2 separate regions of the Sus scrofa genome follow, and region 2 is linked to region 1. A link is a contact called in public Hi-C data. All regions are on one chromosome and are shown on one strand. Each heading gives the region's core, a stretch centred on a gene start, on an enhancer-like site or on the middle of the called end of the contact. The rest is flanking DNA. Distances are from core to core; before and after follow the strand shown.

Region 1 (5,155 bases), core at 2,613-5,112:
TAGATTCCAGATATAAGTGACATCATATGGTATTTGTCTTTCTCTTTCTGACTAGTATGTCTTTCTCTTTCACTTAGTATGAGAGTCTCTAGTTCCATCCATGTTGCTGCAAATGACATTATTTTGTTCTTTTTAATGGCTGAGTAGTATACCATATCTTAATCGATTCATCTGTCGATGGATGTTTAGGTTGTTTCCATGTTTTGACTATTGTAAATAGTGCCTCAGTGAACATATGGGTTCGTGTATCTTTTTAAGGAAAATTTTGTCCAGATATATGCCCAGGAGTGGGATTTCTGGGTCATGTGGTAGTTCTATATTTAGTTTTCTGAGGTACCTCCATAATGTTTTCCATAGTGTTTGTACTTCAGTATCTTTAAAATGGAATTGACAGAGAGTTCTCATTGTGGCTCAGCAGGTTATGAACCCGACTAGTATCCATGAAGATGTGGGTTTGATCCCTAGCCTTGCTCAGTGGGTTGAGGATCTGGCATTGTTGTGGCTGTGGTGTAGGTTGCAGATGCAGCTCTGGCATATGGAAGTTCCTAGCCTGGGAACTTCCATATGCTGCAGGTGTGATTGTATGAAGAAGAAGAAAAAAAAAAAAAAAAAAAAGAAAGAAAGAAAGAAAGAAAGAAAAGAAAGGAACTGACAGAGAAGCTACCCATTTAGTTTGCCAATAACTGTGTATACTTGACCTGAAGTAACTCATAGTCCCTCAAAAGTGCACCAGTAAGAAACTGGACATAAAAAGATGTGCAGCTTCCCAGGAGTTTATACTCTTCAATATACCCTTCAGATATAATTATGGAGAATCATGGCTAAGAACCTCCGAGCGGGTAAAGCCAGTACCTGCAGGTGCAAGAAACAAGGTGTTCCTTCTAGTAAGCACAACTGAAGCCCAACCAAGAATTTACTCCACCATCGGGGCAATCTTTGAAATTTCCCTTTTGCAACATTTGATTAGACTGTGGACTATTCTTCCCGCCACCTTTTTTTTTTTTTTTTCCAAATTGATTTTCCTATTCCTACTTCATCACTGTATACTAGGTATGTGGGGAACGAAGTGGGAGAAGAGAACAGTCATCTCATTTTTAAGTTTATAGATCACTGGATCATGAGGAGTTATAGCTAGACTTGTAAAGGACCACACATCATCTTCAGATTGTGGACTTTAAACTGGATGCAGTACTGCTTGGGACTCTGGCTTCTTGCCTTTTAAAATAGGGTGTGTTCTATATGTTAGAAGAAGGAAGTGTATAGATAGATAGACAGATAGATAGATAGACAGACAGACAGGCAAATTTGGGTAGCCAGACTAGTGGACTATAATAGAATTGTCCACCAAAGTACATCCTTATCTTCTTCCTTTATTATTTGAACTGTCAAGTGTTAGCTGGATCCACAGTTGCCTAGTTAGAGAACATCTCCCACCTTCCTGACAGTCGGATGTGGCCGTGTCTCTATCAGGTCAATGGAATGAATAGAAATGACGTATGCTACCTCTGGGACCCACTCCTAGGAGTACTGACATGTGCACCCCTTTCCTTTCTGCTAGGCTAAGATACAGATGTGATGGCAGGTTCTGGGATAGCAGTTATGTATGAGGACAGTGCTGCCCTCTGGGTCCTAGACCACCTACCTCTTAGCATATGAGAGGAAAAAACCCCCCAAACTATCTCGTTTCACATGCAGTATCTTTGGGATACAGCAACCTAATCTGTATTCCAACAAAAGCTACTTTTGGAATAGAGCATTAAGTATTCTTTCCTCCAAGGGGCAAGGTAGAGCCATTCTTCCCCGCACCCCTAACCTGGGGCATGTGGAAGTTCCCAGGCCAGGGACTGAACCTGCACCACAGCAATGACGGTGACCACAGCAGTGACAATGCCAGGTCCTTAACCTGCTGAGCCATAAGGAAACTCTGGCAAAGCCATTCTTGAACACATGGAAAAGAAACTTTTGCTATTCTAAGTCAAGGTTTTGACCCAATTAAACCAAATACATAATCACTGAACACTTAATTTGAGCCAATTCAGTGTGAGCTGTTACAGAAGAAAGGTCCTACTCTGAGCTGAACTACCTATTTCTAGATTGTTACATAAGAAGAAATAAACTTCTATTTTGTCTAAACTGCTGTATTTTGGGTCTTTGTTATATCAAAGAGGATGCTTAGACTGCATCCTAAAGAGCATACATTGTTAGAATTTGTTGGAAAAGCAGAGCATAATCACAAAAATAACACATCAAAGCAGTGTGTGCCCAGTGGGGAATATGGACAAAAAAAAAAAAAAAAGACTCTCTCAGTGTGGAGGAGCTCAGAAGGGATTAGGAGTCCAAAGAAAAGGAAACTCTCGTGGTGAAAATGGCATCATTGAAACAGGAATATTAATTCTTTCCTCAACAAATCAACCAACCAACCAACCAACCTCAGTGTAACTTTTCTCTCAACTATTCTGGTAAAGGAGATAAGAAACACCTGTTTTATGAAAAAAAAAGTTTTTTTTTCTTCTAAAATGTTTATTTTTTAAATAATAATAAAAGTAACACAGCCATTGGAACACTTGAGAACACTGTAGCAATGTATAACATTTTAAATCAGAAGTTTAAAGAAAGTGAAAACCAGTCAACCATGAACCTGAAAACAGCAAAACTGCCAACACTGTTTCAATTTTTTCCAGCCTTTTCTCCGTGGGTGTGCAAGGGGAGGTGTATGCATTTTATATGTATTGTGCATACTACACACACACACTGTAGCTTTGTGTGCTTTCTCACTTAACATTATATAAATATCTCTCCTTGACATGAAAAATTCTTCAGTTCTTTTTTATTTTTGGCTGCCTGGGTGACCAGGGATTGAATCTGCACCACAGCAGTGACCCCAGCCACTGCATTGACAATGGCAGACCCTTAATCCTCCGTGCCATACAAGGACTCCAAAAAATTCTTTAGTTCTTAATTTCATAAATGAACCACAGAATAGAAAAGGCAAGTAAGTATGTATTAAAAGACAGAAATGAAAAAGAAAAAAGAAAAGGAAAAAAAAAAAAACTTCCTTTGATAGAAGAATGATCTTATCATCTAGAAGGGACACCCCCTACATACAAGGTAGTGCTTTCAGGAAAGGCCTGTGGAACCTTCTTCGTATAATCTCAGAGCAAAACCAAAGCAGAAATAAAAACTGAGGCACGCTGCCCAGCTAGAATCTACATTACAAAACAAACACTTTACATTTTCTTTTCTTTTTCGCTTTTTAAGGCCGTGCCTGCAGCATATAGAAGTACTGGCTTTTGCCACAGCCACAGGAACGCCAGATCCCAGCTGTGTCTGCGACCTAGGCGCCATAGCTCACGGCAAGGCCGGATCTTTAAGCCGCATCTTCTTGGATACTAACCAGGCTTGTAACCCGCTGAACCACAACGGGAACTCCCAATTTTAATGTTACACATCTGCCATATTCTAGATATAGTAGGGCTAATCCTCCCGTCCTCTTCAGGTTAACAGTCCATACCACATGAAAACAGAGCAGTAACTGAATCCACGGGGGAGGCTGGGTCCAAGCCTTCTCATTTCTGTGGGTGCTAATCTGAAGTTCCTTCCTTCATGAGACTATCCGCCCATTTTGGCAGAACATTCGTGTAAAACCAAAATTTCACATATGGAACTCTCAAGTCACCCATCTGCCACCACCCACCTTATTTTTTGGGGTTGAAAATTTGTCACAGGGACAAATGTTATCTCCTACGATTTGAGAACCAAAAATGATCCGACAGCATCAAAAAGTTCACCTAAACTACGTTAATGGGGTATCAGTGCCTTGCTCCTCTATTCCCCTCACCCCCAGAATGGGTTTATCAGTGTATTATTTATATGTGCATATATATACATATATAATATTATATTTAATTATCTTCCGTACTCTGAGCTTTTTGAAAATTGTGCTTAATTTTCATTTTGGATAAATACTCATCTTTTTGAGAATTTATTATCATAATGGTTCCCATGGAAACAGACATACATTCTAGCTCATAAGGGAGGTCGTGGTACATGTTACCGGACTTCGTGAGCAATTGCTAGGGAGGTTGTGAAACCGGGCTGAACTTTAAAGTCAAAAGCCGGCACTATTTTTTTGGCCCTTGCCGCCTCACGTACTTTGTGCCGCAATTGCAACTTCTGTGCTCTGCTCAGGAACTTTGTACTGAGAGGAGTTAACGAAAACTTGCTCGTGTCTCTCAGCCCCGGGCGGCCGCTCAGGGCGATAAAACGTCCCCTGTCCTGGCACGCCCAGCCCGCGGTTGAGACTGCAACCGTGATTGACCGGCAGCTGCCTGACCCGCGGCGCTGGTTCCCCGCTGACCTGAGCCCTCCCGCCGCACGTCCTGCGCCAGCAGCCAGACTCCGCAGCGGCGCCTAGGGACCTGACCGCGCCAACCCGCCCGGGAGCCCCTCGGTCATCCGCCCGCCCATGTTCTTGGCCATCAGGAGGGCCAACCAGCTCTTCCACAGTGTCTTTCCTATCCGGAGAATGGGTGACTCCGCTTCCCGGATTGTCCGCCCCCAGGAGGCCTTGCCAGGCCGGAAGGAGCCGATGGCCGTAGAGGGTAAGGAAGCGGGCAAGCACCGAGGGCGCAGTCGTCGCCGCCGCCGCGCACGCGCACCAGGCCCGCCGTAAGGGAGTCCTGGGCCGGCCTCTGGAAGGTCAGCAGAGGGGGGTGTGTGGAGGGGTGTGGGGGTGTGGGTCTGCGCAGGCGCGAAGGGCGCCGGCCGGGGAGGGGCGCGGGGTCGATCCTCTTTGTTTAGTTTGTCACCTCCACCTAAAAGAGCACAGACCACTGACGGAATCCAGTTTGTTGGTATAACTCACCTAGGCCGCAGACTTTGGGCGGGGAAAGTGCTGACCCGATTTCTGCCGTTTCTCACCGGTGTGAGTCTCTTTTCTTTTTTGCATCAGCCGCTGGAATGAGGGCCACTTACACCAGTGATGCGGTGTTGTGTTGTCCCTGGAAGCAATGGAACGATGAAAACTGCAGTTTTGAAATTGTATCTCACTCTAGTGTTCGGGTTGCAGGAAACACCCTCAGGTTGCCATTATCCTCCAGGACTGCCCTGTTTCCCCCAGTGGGCAGGAGCTGCCCTTGGCCCTGTGCTCCGGGGT
Region 2 (5,389 bases), core at 1,831-4,330, 360 kb after region 1:
TGCAGCCACGGCTCGGATCCTGCGTTGCTGTGGCTCTGGCGTAGGCCGGCGGCTACAGCTCCGATTAGACCCCTAGCCTGGGAACCTCCATATGCCGCGGGAGCGGCCCAAGAAATAGCAACAACAACAACAACAACAAAAAGACAAAAGACAAAAAAAAGAAATGTTTCCGGACCAGTACCCCCAGGTAGAAGCTCCAGGTTGTGAAGTGAATGAAACTCCCCAAGCCAAGGGAATTGTGAGTCTGAGGTCTGGCTCTGAACCTGAGGTTTCAGCACCTATGATGCCAGCATTCCCTGTTTAGTGGGGTCACCATTGCTTGAGGAATTGTGTGGCCTTTTTTCTTTATAGTACCGCTTCTGTTCTAGTGCCCTGGCAGCAGTGATGCCTGGCTTGGCAGCTTTGGGCAGTATCCCCATCGAAGTAGCCCAACAGGGAAGACTTCTTGGGCAAAGCCTTCCCTTACCCTCGCGGTTATTCAGCTGGGTGTGCTCTGAGACCTGACCTTGTGTTCTGATGCGCCCAGTGGGCATCCAGTGAAGGCTTCGAGCATCTGCTGTGTGTCAGCTTCTATGCTTTTGTGCTTCTAAAATTGGTATAAGGGTTGCCCTCCATTCCCAGCACTTGGAGACTGTGTCCTGTTAATCCATGGAGTCAAATTTGTGGTCCCACTTTCCCAACTACATAGGACACTGGGACATGCATGTGAATGTTCTACCCTTGTCTCCTGGCTTGACCATCCCTTAGAATGTCTGTTTTCTCTGGTCCTGTTTTATTTTTCTCAGCCACCTCTACTGCCTGGGGAATAAAGTATAAACAAACAAATGAACACAGTTTTTTTTTTTTTTTTTTTTTTTTGTCTTTTTGTCTTTTTTTTAGGGATGAACCCACAGCATATGGAGGTTCTCAGGCTAGGGGTCTAATCAGAGATGTAGCCATTGGCCTACACCACAGCCACAGCAACACCGGATCCAAGCCGCATCTGCAACCTATACCACCGCTCATGGCAATGCCGGATCCTTGAGCCACTGAGCAAGGCCGGGGATCGAACCTGTAACCTCACGGTTCCTAGTCGGATTCTTTGCCACTGAGCCACGATGGGAACTCCATTTTTTTGTTGTTGTTGTTGCAAATGGATACATTTTTAGAAGCTACTTCCCTTTGAGTCCTACTCCTCCAAGGCCTTAACAGTGACGCTGGTACTTTGTGGGAGTTAACAAATGTAAAGGAGCCAGAGGACAAACCTTTGACCTGCAGAGAGTCCCTGGGGCTGGGTGTGGGGTGTGGGCAGAGGTGAGAACAGCCCAGGTTGGGGGAGCCCTGGGGTGAGCCCCCATGGAGTGTGTGTGCCATGTGCCTGGAGGGCAGGGCCCCATTGTTCCCATGTCTCCATCCATGACGGTAACTCAGATAGGGCCAGGCACATAACAGGTGAACTCTGAGTTTGAATTGGAGACCTCTCTGCTAGTGAAAATTATTTTTTTCTTCTACCGACTTCATGTTCTCTTGCTTTAGATTTCCGTTATTCAACCTTGAACACAAAGATGTTTTTGAAATACTTGATAGCTGGATTGAAATATAAATACCAAAGCTTTCTTTGAAGAGCATTTTGTTTTCTCATAATAGTCTTTAGGACTTTCCTTTTTTGTCTTTTGTCCTTTTAGGGCTGCACTCACGGCATATGGAGGTTCCCAGGCTAGGGGTCTAATCGGAGCTGTATCCGCTAGCCTACACCACAGCTACAGCAACTCGGGATCTGAGCCGTGTCTGCAACCTACACTACAGCTCACAGCAACACTGGATCCTTAACCCACTGAGTGAGGCCAGGGATCAAACCCGCAACCTCATGGTTCCTAGTTGGATTCATTTCCACTGCGCCACGACAGGAACTCCTCTTTAGGACTTTTTATTCCTGTTGTTCTAAGTTACCAAAAAATGACAAAAGCAGAGGTAAAGAAGTGAGCCCCTATGGCAGCTTGGTGAAGAGAAGTGCACAGAACTCCTCTGTTCTCTCTCGTTGATGTGGGAAGCCTTGAACTCAGGCTGTAACATTCATGTTACAAAAAGTAGTGTGGATGCAGCATAAAGGAAAGATGATTGGCTATTACTCTGGGGATTTAATCAGAGAAAATCAACAAATTTGTAATTTTGTGTAGAAATCCACTGTGGAGTCTATTAAAATGTTGGGATCCCCTGTCCAGTTGCCTGTCCATGGTGATAATTGTCCTCAACTCCTAACGGGACTCCACTGGCCTTCCTAGCTTTAGGAAGCTAAATTCCTTTCATTCCGTCCAGAGACCCCTCTTATAAAATGTCTGGCAAATGGCCAGCCTCTATTCGAATGGTTCTGGGGCCTCCATTCCACCAGCAGAGACCTCTGTCTGAGGGTTGGTTTTCTTGGTGACGAAGTGGCTACATCCAGCCTTTCTGGGATCCCACCTGCTGGTGCTGGTCTCAGATTTAGAGCAGGACAGAGCTGGTATTCTCCCTTTTCCAAAAGAGGGCTTCCTTTGAGGCCAGCAGTGAAGTTCCTCCTGAGCCTTCTTGTTGGGGGCCGAGCCCCCTTTTCTCCCAGAAGGGTCCCTTGGTCACCGGGGTTGCCTCCTCCCTGAGAGGGTCCAACTTGACAGTGAAGGAGCGAGCCAGGTGCCCGGGCCCAGACAGGGTTTTGCCGGGAAGGCGCTGGTGCCTCTGCGCATGGTGCAGGGAGACGTTGCCTGCTGCCAGCAAGTCCTCCACCAGCTGTTCAGCCAAAAATAAGTTCTCAGCTGCTGAGGGCTGATCTTTCCGCTCCCCTTCTTCTCGGAAGCCGAGCGTCCAGCGGTCTGCCAGCTGGAACTGGGAGATTTAGGGATTTTTTTTTTTTTTCTCCAATTCAGCTGAAAGGAAAAGCAGGATGAGGTTTTTCCTTTCTTTTTTAACCTTATTATATCAAAGGAGTCATCTTGTTCTTAAGGGGGAAAATACCACCATTGCTTCTGAATTTGCTTTTCAAATAGCGTTGGAAATGGTGGGGCTGCCTGGAGCCTGTCCCCGTTCCCTGGCAGAAGCCCCTGTCGAGAGAGCCGGATGTGGCTTCAGCCGCGTGGAGGGACGGCTCTGGGAGAAGGCCCGAGGACTGGGTTCGGCTCAGCAGATCTGCTGCCAACCCTGGGATTGATAAACTGCCTATTTGCACAGAGGACGTGAGCAGCTGCCCAAGCGGTGGAATTTTCCAAGGGCTGCGGAACTTTAAAGCAGGCACTTGAAGTCATGCCTTTATTTAGCCGATAAGTGTTAGCACCTGCTGGGTGCCAGCTGCAAAGGTGAACAGAGGACAGTCCCTCACTGTCCCGGGGAGAAATGGACAGGAGGGCAAACGAGGATGGCATTACCAAGCGAAGTGGTCTACAGGTGACCCTGCAGTGTTGGAACAGGACAAGCCTGCAGTAAATTGTTGTGGAGTTGGCGATGGTGGTGGAAGGAGCGTGGATTATTCCCCACATTGTTGTAGCTAAAAAACCACAAGGGACGTGCAACACACATGAATGAAGTTCTGCCTCACTTGGTCTCGGGGGAACTTCTCACAAAGGAGGCGATATTTGAGATGCTTTGGAACAATAAAGTGGACAAAGGGAGCAAGGACTCTTGTGACAGGAGGAAAGGAACAATCAAAAGCATGAGGATTAGAACAGGATATTTAGGGACCAACAGCATTTCCAGTGCATCTGATGCGGGTGGGTGTGTGTGTGTGTGTGTGTGTGTGTGTGTGTGTGTGTGTGTGAGGGTGTGTTAGGGTGGAGGAGTGCTGTGCTGCCTTTCCAGAAATGGGGCATCTTTGAGGAACCCCTAAGCAGCAGAGACCAAGTCAGCCAGGTTGTTACTTGATCACCCTGGAGGAAGTGTGGGGGCTAGGCTGGACCTGGGTGGAAGTGGGGATCGGGAGATGGGTTACAGGAGAAAAAAGAAAGAGAGCCTGGAGTAAGACAGTGGTGGAAAGAATGGAAGAGATAGATTTAAGGGGGAAAAAATCAGAAATAAGATTAAGAGGACTTACTACCTATCCAGTCTGGGGGTGGTGGGTTATAAACAATGAGTGAATGAAGGCTGGAGAGAGCTAACATTACAATTTTCCCTGTGAGGCTGGCACTGGACCTGAGACAGGAAAAACGGAGTGGGAACAGATGTGGGAGAACAGAGGGAATTATGTTGGTCTGTGCTGACTCAGTGGTGCACCTGCTTTGGGGGCTGTCGCCAGAGGCATTAATGATCTGGTTGGAAAACGGAGGGGATGGGCGGTTGTCAACCTTTCAGGGGAGCCACGTTACACATGTGGTGGCAGAAAGAAAATGGGAAGGGACAGTATTAAAGAGGAGGGCTGAACCCTCACATACATGGTCAATTGATTTTTGACAAGAGTGTCAAGACCATTCAATGGGGAAAGGACATTCTTTTCAGCAAATGGGGCTGGGAAAACTGGGTTTTGACTGAATGCAAGGACAAAAGGATGATGTTCCCTTTCACTGTACATAAAAATTAACTCAAAATGAATCAAAGGCCTGACTTTCAGAGCTAAAACTATAAAACTCTTAGAAGAAAACAGAGAGGAAAATCTTCATTGAATCTGCAGTGATTTAATGCAGATCTGCATTGGATTTGGTAATGATTTCTTGGCTATAGCAACAAAAGCACAGGCAACAAAAGAAAAATAAATAAATTGGAATTCATCAAAATTTAAAACTTTTGTTCACCAAAAAACACAAGCAAGAAAGTGAAAAGACAGCCTACAGAATGGGAAAGCCTATCTGCATTGTATATCTTGTAAGGGATTAATATCCAAATATATATATTTTCAATTTCTACAACAATAAAACAACTCAATTAAAAAATGGGCAAAGAACTTGGATAGACATTTCTCCCAAGAAGATATACAAATGGCCAATAAGCATATGAAAGAATGTTCAACTTCATTAGCCATTAGGGAAATGCACATGAAAACCAAAGCCAGAAACCACTTCACACCCATCAGGATGAATATTATCAAAAAATCAGAAAATAGCATTTATTGATGAAGGTGTGGAGAAATTGGAACCCTCATTCATTGCTGCTAGAAATGCAAAATGGTGCAGCCACTTCAGAAAACAGTTTGGTAGTTCCTCAAAAAGTTAAATGTACCACATGGAAGGCAGCTATGCTCACCACTATACCCCCAACACTATGTTAAATGTACCATATGATCCAGAAATTCCACTCCTAAATATATGCCCAAAAGAATGAAAGCAGTGACTCAGACAGATGTTTGAGCACACAGGTTCATAGCAGCATTATTCATAAACAACCAAAAAGTGGAAACAACTCGTTTCCATCAATAGATCAATAAACAAAATATGATACACACACATTCTCACAC

Evidence for each region. A called contact is a pair of places that touch in the nucleus more often than the background predicts.
Region 2: a contact with region 1 is called in a Hi-C map of skeletal muscle, with 7 times the contacts expected there. The contact joins the enhancer-like site here to the promoter of MSRA in region 1. A contact is called at or near these places in 1 of 5 promoter capture datasets (skeletal muscle), 3 of 47 Hi-C or Micro-C datasets (heart right ventricle and skeletal muscle) and 1 of 2 datasets of contacts at active chromatin or transcription factors (skeletal muscle).

What each region holds. Positions count from the first base shown.
Region 1 is chr14:13,331,256-13,336,410 of Sscrofa11.1, forward strand. MSRA (mitochondrial peptide methionine sulfoxide reductase) reads left to right here and starts at 3,863. Exons shown (of 8, transcript XM_021072631.1): 1 at 3,863-4,601. The coding sequence starts at 4,466. LOC106505903 (a long non-coding RNA gene) reads right to left here. Exons shown (of 3, transcript XR_002338415.1): 1 at 4,865-5,155.
Region 2 is chr14:13,693,096-13,698,484 of Sscrofa11.1, forward strand. All of the region lies in intron 7 of MSRA (mitochondrial peptide methionine sulfoxide reductase), which reads left to right. Among named protein-coding and RNA genes, the nearest start is that of PRSS55, 72 kb to the right of the region's middle. Within about 2 kb of position 3,081, at least 14 of the 83 cell types and tissues checked have an H3K27ac peak or open chromatin away from gene starts, as enhancers often do. A contact at or near this core is called in skeletal muscle, where this site is marked.